Regions from separate parts of the Sus scrofa genome. Here region 2 is linked to region 1. A link is a contact called in public HiChIP or PLAC-seq data. All regions are on one chromosome and are shown on one strand. Each heading gives the region's core, a stretch centred on a gene start, on an enhancer-like site or on the middle of the called end of the contact. The rest is flanking DNA. Distances are from core to core; before and after follow the strand shown.

Region 1 (3,847 bases), core at 881-3,380:
GGACAGACTGAACTTCTTTGCAGAACAGATGCTGACTCACATACATTGAAAAACTTATGGTCTCTAAGGAGACAGTTTGGGGGTTGGGGGGTTGTGCTTGGGCTGTGGGATGGAAATCCTGTGAAATCAGATTGTTAGGATCATTATACAACTACAGATGTGATAAATTCATTTAAGTAATAAAAAAAGTTTAATAAAAAAATATATATATATATTTATATCTTTAAACACACACAAACACCCTGTCCTCTATATCGAAAGATAAATAGCATCCTGGTAACAGTGCTTTCTTGGAGGGGGAGGGAAACTGGTTAGTTTTGGAGCAGAGATCAGTAAGATATTCACTTTTCACTAAACTTGTGTTTCATGTGTATGCATTATTTGAAAAACATAATCAAATACTTTTAAAAATCCAGTTATGTTTTCTGAATCTATTGGATGGCCTTTTTGCTGAATAATATACAGCAGAAGTGAAAGAACAAGTGAGAATGATGACTTAGAAAACAAAGTGTGTACTAATTCACTTCAAGAGGAAGAATGAACTACATGTATGATTGGACTTGTTCAACAATAAAGAATGGGATCTTGATGTTTTATTTCTTTCGCTTCATACCAGATAAAGAATTTCTTGGCCAGTTCAAGATAATATTGATACTGAGGATCAGGTACTATAAAAAATGCTTTTAATACATAATTGTATTTAGTATTCCCAACTGCTTTATGAAATAAATGTTAACGCACACATTGATAGCTAATAGTAGAGCCTAAGTTTGACCTCAAAATACTTACTAAATTATATCATGTAAGCAGTAGCTTAATATTTTGAGCTCTAGTTTTTAAAGTTGAATAGGATAGTTTTCTTCAAATTGCATTGTGAAGTCCAACAGAAATGATAATGTAGGTAAAGACTTGCAAAGAGATTTAAAAGCTATTACTCTAAAATAGTGAATGGTATTCTACCAGATGGAGAATTCCTTATTTTGAACACTTTGCTTTGTTTAAAAAAAAAAAAAAAAAAAAAAATGTGTTGAGAGAGCCACCTTGTGTTCTAAATTTGAAAATACACATTTTTGAAACATTCAGTATACTTTCATTTTCAGGGCTCTGTTTTCAATTCGCTGATTACCGAGGTACCATATTTCATGAATGCTGGATTCACACTTTCAAAGGGACAAAGACAAGTGATAGCAGTGTCTATGTCTCCACTTTTAATTGTAGCAGCTAATACAGTGACATACATAAAGTAGGCAATGTCAAGTTGTCATTTAACCATCATTCTATTCCTAGGAAACAGCAAAAGGGAAGAAAAAAGAAAAAAAAAAGGAGGATAGTAGGAACTTTGAGTTGGTGGCAGGGAAGGTTGAGGGGAAGTGTGGAGGAGTAGAATCTTAAACTTGCATAAAGCTTTTTAACTTCTGAAAACTACTTTCATTTCTATTAGTGCAATTGAAAAAAATACATGGAGACTGAGTTCAGGACCTCTAACTGAAAGGCGAAGCTTTGTAGTCACCCCTCGCAGTACTGGCTCTTTCATTCAGTCAATATGTTAAAATACTGTTGAACACTTATGACATAGTCACCATGTTAGATGTAGGGAATATCAAAATAAATATGTCTTTACCTGAAGGTGTTCACTATCTAGTGGGAGAAATCATAAATAACTAAAATGTATTATAAACAATGGAGAAAAGCGATGTATACAAATTTTTATGGAACACAGAGGACAGAAATAGTAACAATAACAATGCTAAATATTTGTGAGTAAATTTTAAAAGTATTTTTTTTGGTTGTCAGAACAATCTGATACATGAGAATAGTAGCTTACCCAGCGTGTCATAGCTACCAAGTAAAGAAGAGAAAACTCTAATCCAATTCCTCTGATTCCAAATTTCATAGTTCTTCAACATATACTGCAATTCCTGAGAAAGTATTGAATTGAGAGCACAGGACTTGAAATGCAGAAAACCTATATTCAAACCTAGACCTTCCATATAGTGTGGAATCTGGTCAAGTAACCAGACCTCTAGAGTGACTTCCTCCCTTTGAAAATCAGGATAATGATACCAACTTCTCAGTATTAGTTTGAATACTAATTGAGGTATTTTTTTTTCTTGTTATGGCCACACTTGTGGCATATGGAAGTTCCCGAGGAAGTGTCCAGGCCAAAGGTCAAATCAGAGTGGCAGCTGAGGCCTACACCACAGCCACAGCAACATGGGATCCAAGCCGCATCTGCCACCTACGCCACAGCTTGGGGCAACGCCAGATCCTCAACCCACTGAGGATCAAACCCGCATCCTCACAGCAGCAATGTCATGTCCTTAACCTACTGAGCCACAACAGGAATTCCTAATGGGAGTAACATTTATAACATGCTTGGTGTAATGCCTGGCAATGTAAACATTCAATAATAGTACATTATTGTACCTAGATGACTTTTTATTTTTAGATACAAATGCAGTATTTAACCATCCAAAATAGATGCCCAACTAGAATGGAAACTAGTCAGTATTTCTCACTAATGCATAATAGCTGAATATCAGCCGTGGGCCTCTAAAACTGAAAGAAAGAGAGTAAGTTTCAATGTTTATTAGCTATTAAGCCAAGCACATAAAAGTGAAATTGTTTAATCTTTCTTTTTTAAAACATTAAGTTACTCTTTCATGAAGTTTTCATCCTTATATATTTAGCTGTTATAATTGTAAACTTAAACTAGCATGACTTTTATTTCTTATAAGATGTGATAGCAGTAACTATCAGAGTCTTTCTCTGACTCTGTTCTTGCCCTCTTTCCAGGGCCTCCATCTACTCAAATTACTCTGAAGAAATGCTCCTGTGCTGGTCTTGGTGGCAGCAAAGTAGTTAAACTCATAGACCTTAGTGCTGGACTGCTAAGGTTCTTTTTTTTTTTTTTTTTTTTTTTTTTTGTCTTTTTGTCTTTTCTAGGGCCACTCCCGCGGCATATGGAGGGTCCCAGGCTAGGGGTCCAATTGGAGCTGTAGACGCCAGGCTACGCCAGAGCCACAGCAACGCAGGATCTGAGCCATATCTGTGACCTACACCACAGCTCACGGCAATGCCAGATCCTTAACCCACTGAGCAAGGGCAGGGATTGAACCCACAACCTCATGGTTCCTAGTCGGATTCGTTAACCGCTGGGCCACAACAGGAACTCCTAAGGTTCATATTGTACTCCTACCACTTACCACTCATAAGTGTGAATTTGGATAGTTTACTTTACATTTGTATATTGATTCCCTCATATGTAGAATGAGGCACATACTAGGACCAATGTCATAGGGTTAAGGTGGTTAAATGATTTAATATTTGCAAAGCACTTAGAATAAAAATATGTTATTTTCACACCCCAGTTTGTCCATTTATTCTTTTCTTCCTATGATATTGCCAGTCATCAGTCAACCACTCAACAAATATTTATGGAATGCTATTAGGACCACAATTGTTCTAAATCCTAGGAAGAAAAGGCAAACAAAACAGAAAATAGCCCCTGCTATCCTGGAGCTTACAGCCAAGGGGACTGCTCGAAGTTATAGATGTTTCCAGTACTCTTGCTACCCATCAAATGTTTAGCCATTGCTTGTGATAACCAAGGGTATATCAAACGCTAATATGCACATGTCAGGACACTAATGTTTGCAAAGAAGGCTCCATCTCCCGTCATACAAGAAGTCACTGGCACCAAAGTCGCTGATGCTTGTAATTCAACACAGTGAGATTTTACTTCTTTTACTGCTACTCCCTTGACCTAAGACTCGGACAAGAGGACAGGTTGGAGGACAGTGAGGAAGAAAAGCATTATGTTCTCCCAAATTACACTTTCTCACCA
Region 2 (4,315 bases), core at 135-2,634, 140 kb after region 1:
ATTATGTTATGAGACTGTGTTTCCTTCTATCAGATTTCTGTGAAATTTGAGATGAGGGCAGGAGTTTAAAATGTTTCAGTTGCATACAATTCATGAAGACCAGAGGGCAGGAGTCTTTTTTTAAGGAAGAGGGAGTTCCCTGGTGGCCTAGCAGTTAAGGATCTGACATTGTCACTGCTGTGGTACAGGTTTGATCCCTGGCCCAGGAATTCCACATGACTAGGTCAAGGCCAAAAAAATAATAGTAATAAAGGTACAAATTCTGGATTGTTCAAGGAAATTGATTAAATTATAAAGAACATATTTCACAAACTTTCTGAAAATAATAGATAAGTGTCTACTATGCATGGATAACTATTATTAACATTCAGATGCATGTCTTTTCAATCTTTTCTCCTTGCATGGTTTTGAGCTTGCTTTTAGGTTTTTGGTTTGTTGTATATTTGTCATCAGACTGAGTACACAGGTATATACCTTGCCTTTTTTTTTTTTCCCAACTGCGCATTGACAAGAGTCTTTTGTATTTCCAAAATCTCATCGTATCTGCTTGAAAAATCCATTAAGTGAATTATTAATAGTTTATTTCACCACTCCCCTATTGAGAACACCTGATTTTGTTTTTGCCACACCCACAGCATGCAGAAGTTCCTGGGCAGGGATTGAACCACAGCAGTGACAATGCCAGACCATTAACCTCTAGGTCAACAGGGAACTCCCAAGAACACGAGTTATTTTTAATTCTAGTATTATTCAATACCAGAAATTAAACTGGAAAGAAAATTTGCATGCAGAAAGCTAAGTCTTAAGAATATATTTACAGAAATCAGATGTTTTCACCAGCAATTTTCATTCTTTTCTGGCAAAGGGCATTAAGATCAGCATGTTTCTTGTATTCACCATTTACTTTTGAGAAACACATGATCATTCCCTTGAGTATCGTTCATACTCAGGGTTCATAAATCTGGGCCTTCACAAACTGGACTTACTACAGTGACATCTGGCATTTCAATTTGGGGTTAACAGATACACACTACTATTTATAAAATGCATCATCAACAAGGACTACTATATAGCACAGGGAATTCTACTCAATATTCTGTAATAACCCATATAGGCAAAGAATCTGAAAAAGAATAGAAATGTGTAACTGAATCACTTTGCTGTAAACCTGGCACTAACACACTGTAAATCAGATTCTAATAGAAAATAAAAAAATAAAAAATAAAATTCACTTAAAATTTTTTAAATAAATTTTTTTAAAAAAAATTCCCTGGAATGAGTTGTTTCACTACTATTAAGGTATAGTTGATTTACAATGTTGTGCCAGACTCCAGGAAAGTCTTAATACAGGCTGTCACCACTAGATGTCAGCAAAGCTCTAAAGCACTGCATGCAAATTCTAATGCAGTGGCTCCGTGTGTCTTATCAGCCACCAGGTGATGCCAGTGTTGGTGCTACAGAAAGCACAGGTGCAATGGCCCTGCTCTAAAAGCTGCTTCACACTGGAATGGCCCAGAAGGCTTTATGACCATGGCTGTGATGCCTATATCCTGGCCTCGGGAACAGTCTCCCTGGATGATTCTAACATACAGCCAAGGTTGAGAACCATAACTCTACTCACACTACAAGTCCAAAACATGCACATGACAGCTACAGCCTGATGAGCAAGACAAGACTCTAGACTGTCCTATCCTCCCCCAAATTTCATTTGAGAGGTGAAGACCTTAGGCCTAGAGATGCTAACACACTTCATCAAGATCACACTAAGGAGAGTTCCTGTTGTGGCACAGCAGATATGAACCTGACTAGTAAGTATCCAAAGGACACATGTTTGGTCCCTGGCTTCGCTCGGTGGGTTAAGGATCTGATGTTGCCATGAGCTATGGTATAGGTTGCAGACACGGCTTGAATCTGGCATTGCTGTGGCTGTGATGTAGACAAGCAGCTAAAGCTCTGATTCAACCCCTAGCCTAGGAACCTCCACATGCTGCGGGTGCAGCCCTAAAAAGCAAAATCACACCAAGGTCTTAGTTTAATACGATTTCCACTAAAACATAGCTGGGAAATTTTCTGCTCACCTGTATGCCTTAATCACATCTCCAGTGGGATTGTTATGGCTCATCACCTCAGCTGAGATCTGTCCAGGTTAATTCTCTTATGCGATGGGGAGACAGAGGGTGTGCTGGAGATTCTTCTTCCTTCACAAACAGGCCAGAGAAGGTAAAGAGAATAGCCCCAGTAGGTTCTCCCTCATTATCCCCATCTTGAGAAGCACGTGGATATGCCCTTTGCCCTCACACTCTCACCCAGAACACAGCCCCACTGCCCGTAAAAGTCCATAGACCTCAAAACCACACATCAGCTGCTCAGAGTCAGTTTCACCAATAACCAGGGGGAATAACACATGAGAAGCTACTGAAGGCTGAATTGGGGGGCCACCCAATGAGAAGGTCACAGTGAAATTTCAGGACAGAAACGCAAATCTGAAGGTCAGCCTAGCATGCCCAGCAGTACTGTTTGTGCAGCCCCAGCCAGTGGGTCCCACTGCTTCTCCCCAAGCTAAGGCCTCAGACACGCCTCCTGGAGTGCCCCTGCAGGGATCAAGCTCTGTCCTCCAAGCCTTCTTATATGTGCCCTTAAAACTGAACACTGATGGAGTTCCCTCATGGCCTAGCAAGTTAAAGATCCAGCACTGTGATTGCAGTGATACAAGGTTAGATCTCTGGCCCCAGGGTATCATGGGTGTAGCCAAAGGGGGAAAAAAAAAAACTCTGAAAACCATGCTGAAAACTCAGAAGCATGCTGCAATCTAATTACAAGCAAGCTAAGATGCCACCTTAGGCCCTTCATCCCCCCTCCAAGTGCTGCTTCATTTCTCAGCTCCCCTTTATAGCAAAACTTTTTTTTTTTCTTTTTTGTCTCTGTCTTTTCTACAGCTGTACCCGCAGCATATGGAGGTTCCTAGGCTAGGGGTCTAATTGGAGCTGTAGCCACCAGCCTATGCCAGAGCCACAGCAACACCAGATCAGAGCCACAATCTGTGACCTACACCACAGCTCATGGCAGCGCCAGATCCTTAACCCACTGGGTGAGGCCAGGGATCAAACCCACAACCTCATGGTTCCTAGTCAGATTTGTTAACCACTGAGCCATGATGGGAACTCCCCTATAGTAAAACTTCTAAATAGAACTGTCTAGACGCTCCCATGGGCAGCACACAGACTTAAATTAGAACGATACAGAGATTAGCATGACCCCAGCATGGGGATAACATTTGTGAAGTATTCCATATTTTTTAAGAAAAGGAAAGTACATACATGTATGACTGGGTCACTTTGCTGTACAGCAGAAATTGGCACATTATAGATCACCTACACTTTAAATTTAGAAAGAAAAAAAACATGAAATCTTCCGGAAAAAAAGAATTATTTATACTTATATCTTCATTTCCTTACTTCTCATTGTGGTTTCAATTCACACCGATCAAGTGCTCACCCCTACATGCCCCTGAACTTGATTTTGTCCAGACACCAGTGGTCTCCATCATCACTGAAGTATTACTGAAGCAATCAACCCCCTTCCTTGAAAACTCTCCAGAGATCACTGCAAGTCTCTTCCCCATCTCTATGGATGACCCTTCCTCCTCCTCCCAACATCTCAGGGCTCAGTCTTCAACTCTCTCATGTATCTACTTTTCTCCCTAAGGATGATCTTACTCAAATCCAGGCCTTTAAATACATCTAGACACTTAAGAATCTCAACTCCACATCTTGATCCCTGACCTGTCCCCTCAATTCCCATCATCTTTAGCCATCTATGCTTGGTGAACCCCTCACCCTCGTCAGCCCTCCCTCCAGCCTTCCTCGTTCTTGTAAATATTCACCTGGTTTATCAGACTCAAAACACAGGACACTTTTTCTGGAGTTCCCACTGTGGTGCAATGGGATTGGCAGTGTCTCTGCAGCGCTGGGACACAGGTTTGATCCCTGGCCCAGCACTGTGGGTTAAGGATACAGCATTGCCGCAGACATGGTGTAGGTTGCAAAGGTGACTCAGATCTGATCCCTGGCCAGGAACTCCATATGCCACGGGGTGGCTAAAAAATAAAACAATAAAAATAAAACATAGAAGACTTTTACTCTTCTCTTTACATCCCATATCCAATTCACCCAACTGGATTCCAAATTTATTTCAAACCGACTACCTTTCACCATTTCCACTGCTACCACCTAGACCAAAGCAACCACCACTACTCACCTACATCCCTGCAACAGTCTTGCACTTGGACTCCTCAATTCCTTCTTCACTCCTCAGT

Evidence for each region. HiChIP or PLAC-seq counts read pairs in DNA pulled down with a chosen protein or histone mark.
Region 2: a contact with region 1 is called in an H3K27ac HiChIP or PLAC-seq map of alveolar macrophages. The contact joins two enhancer-like sites. A contact is called at or near these places in 1 of 47 Hi-C or Micro-C datasets (subcutaneous adipose tissue) and 1 of 2 datasets of contacts at active chromatin or transcription factors (alveolar macrophages).

Annotation. Positions count from the first base shown.
Region 1 is chr16:27,482,486-27,486,332 of Sscrofa11.1, forward strand. The region is part of intron 2 of CCDC152 (coiled-coil domain-containing protein 152); the gene reads left to right. Among named protein-coding and RNA genes, the nearest start is that of CCDC152, 9.7 kb to the left of the region's middle. Within about 2 kb of position 2,131, at least 18 of the 83 cell types and tissues checked have an H3K27ac peak or open chromatin away from gene starts, as enhancers often do. A contact at or near this core is called in alveolar macrophages, where this site is marked.
Region 2 is chr16:27,623,552-27,627,866 of Sscrofa11.1, forward strand. It overlaps the pseudogene LOC106506477. Among named protein-coding and RNA genes, the nearest start is that of SELENOP, 78 kb to the left of the region's middle. Within about 2 kb of position 1,385, at least 9 of the 83 cell types and tissues checked have an H3K27ac peak or open chromatin away from gene starts, as enhancers often do. A contact at or near this core is called in alveolar macrophages, where this site is marked.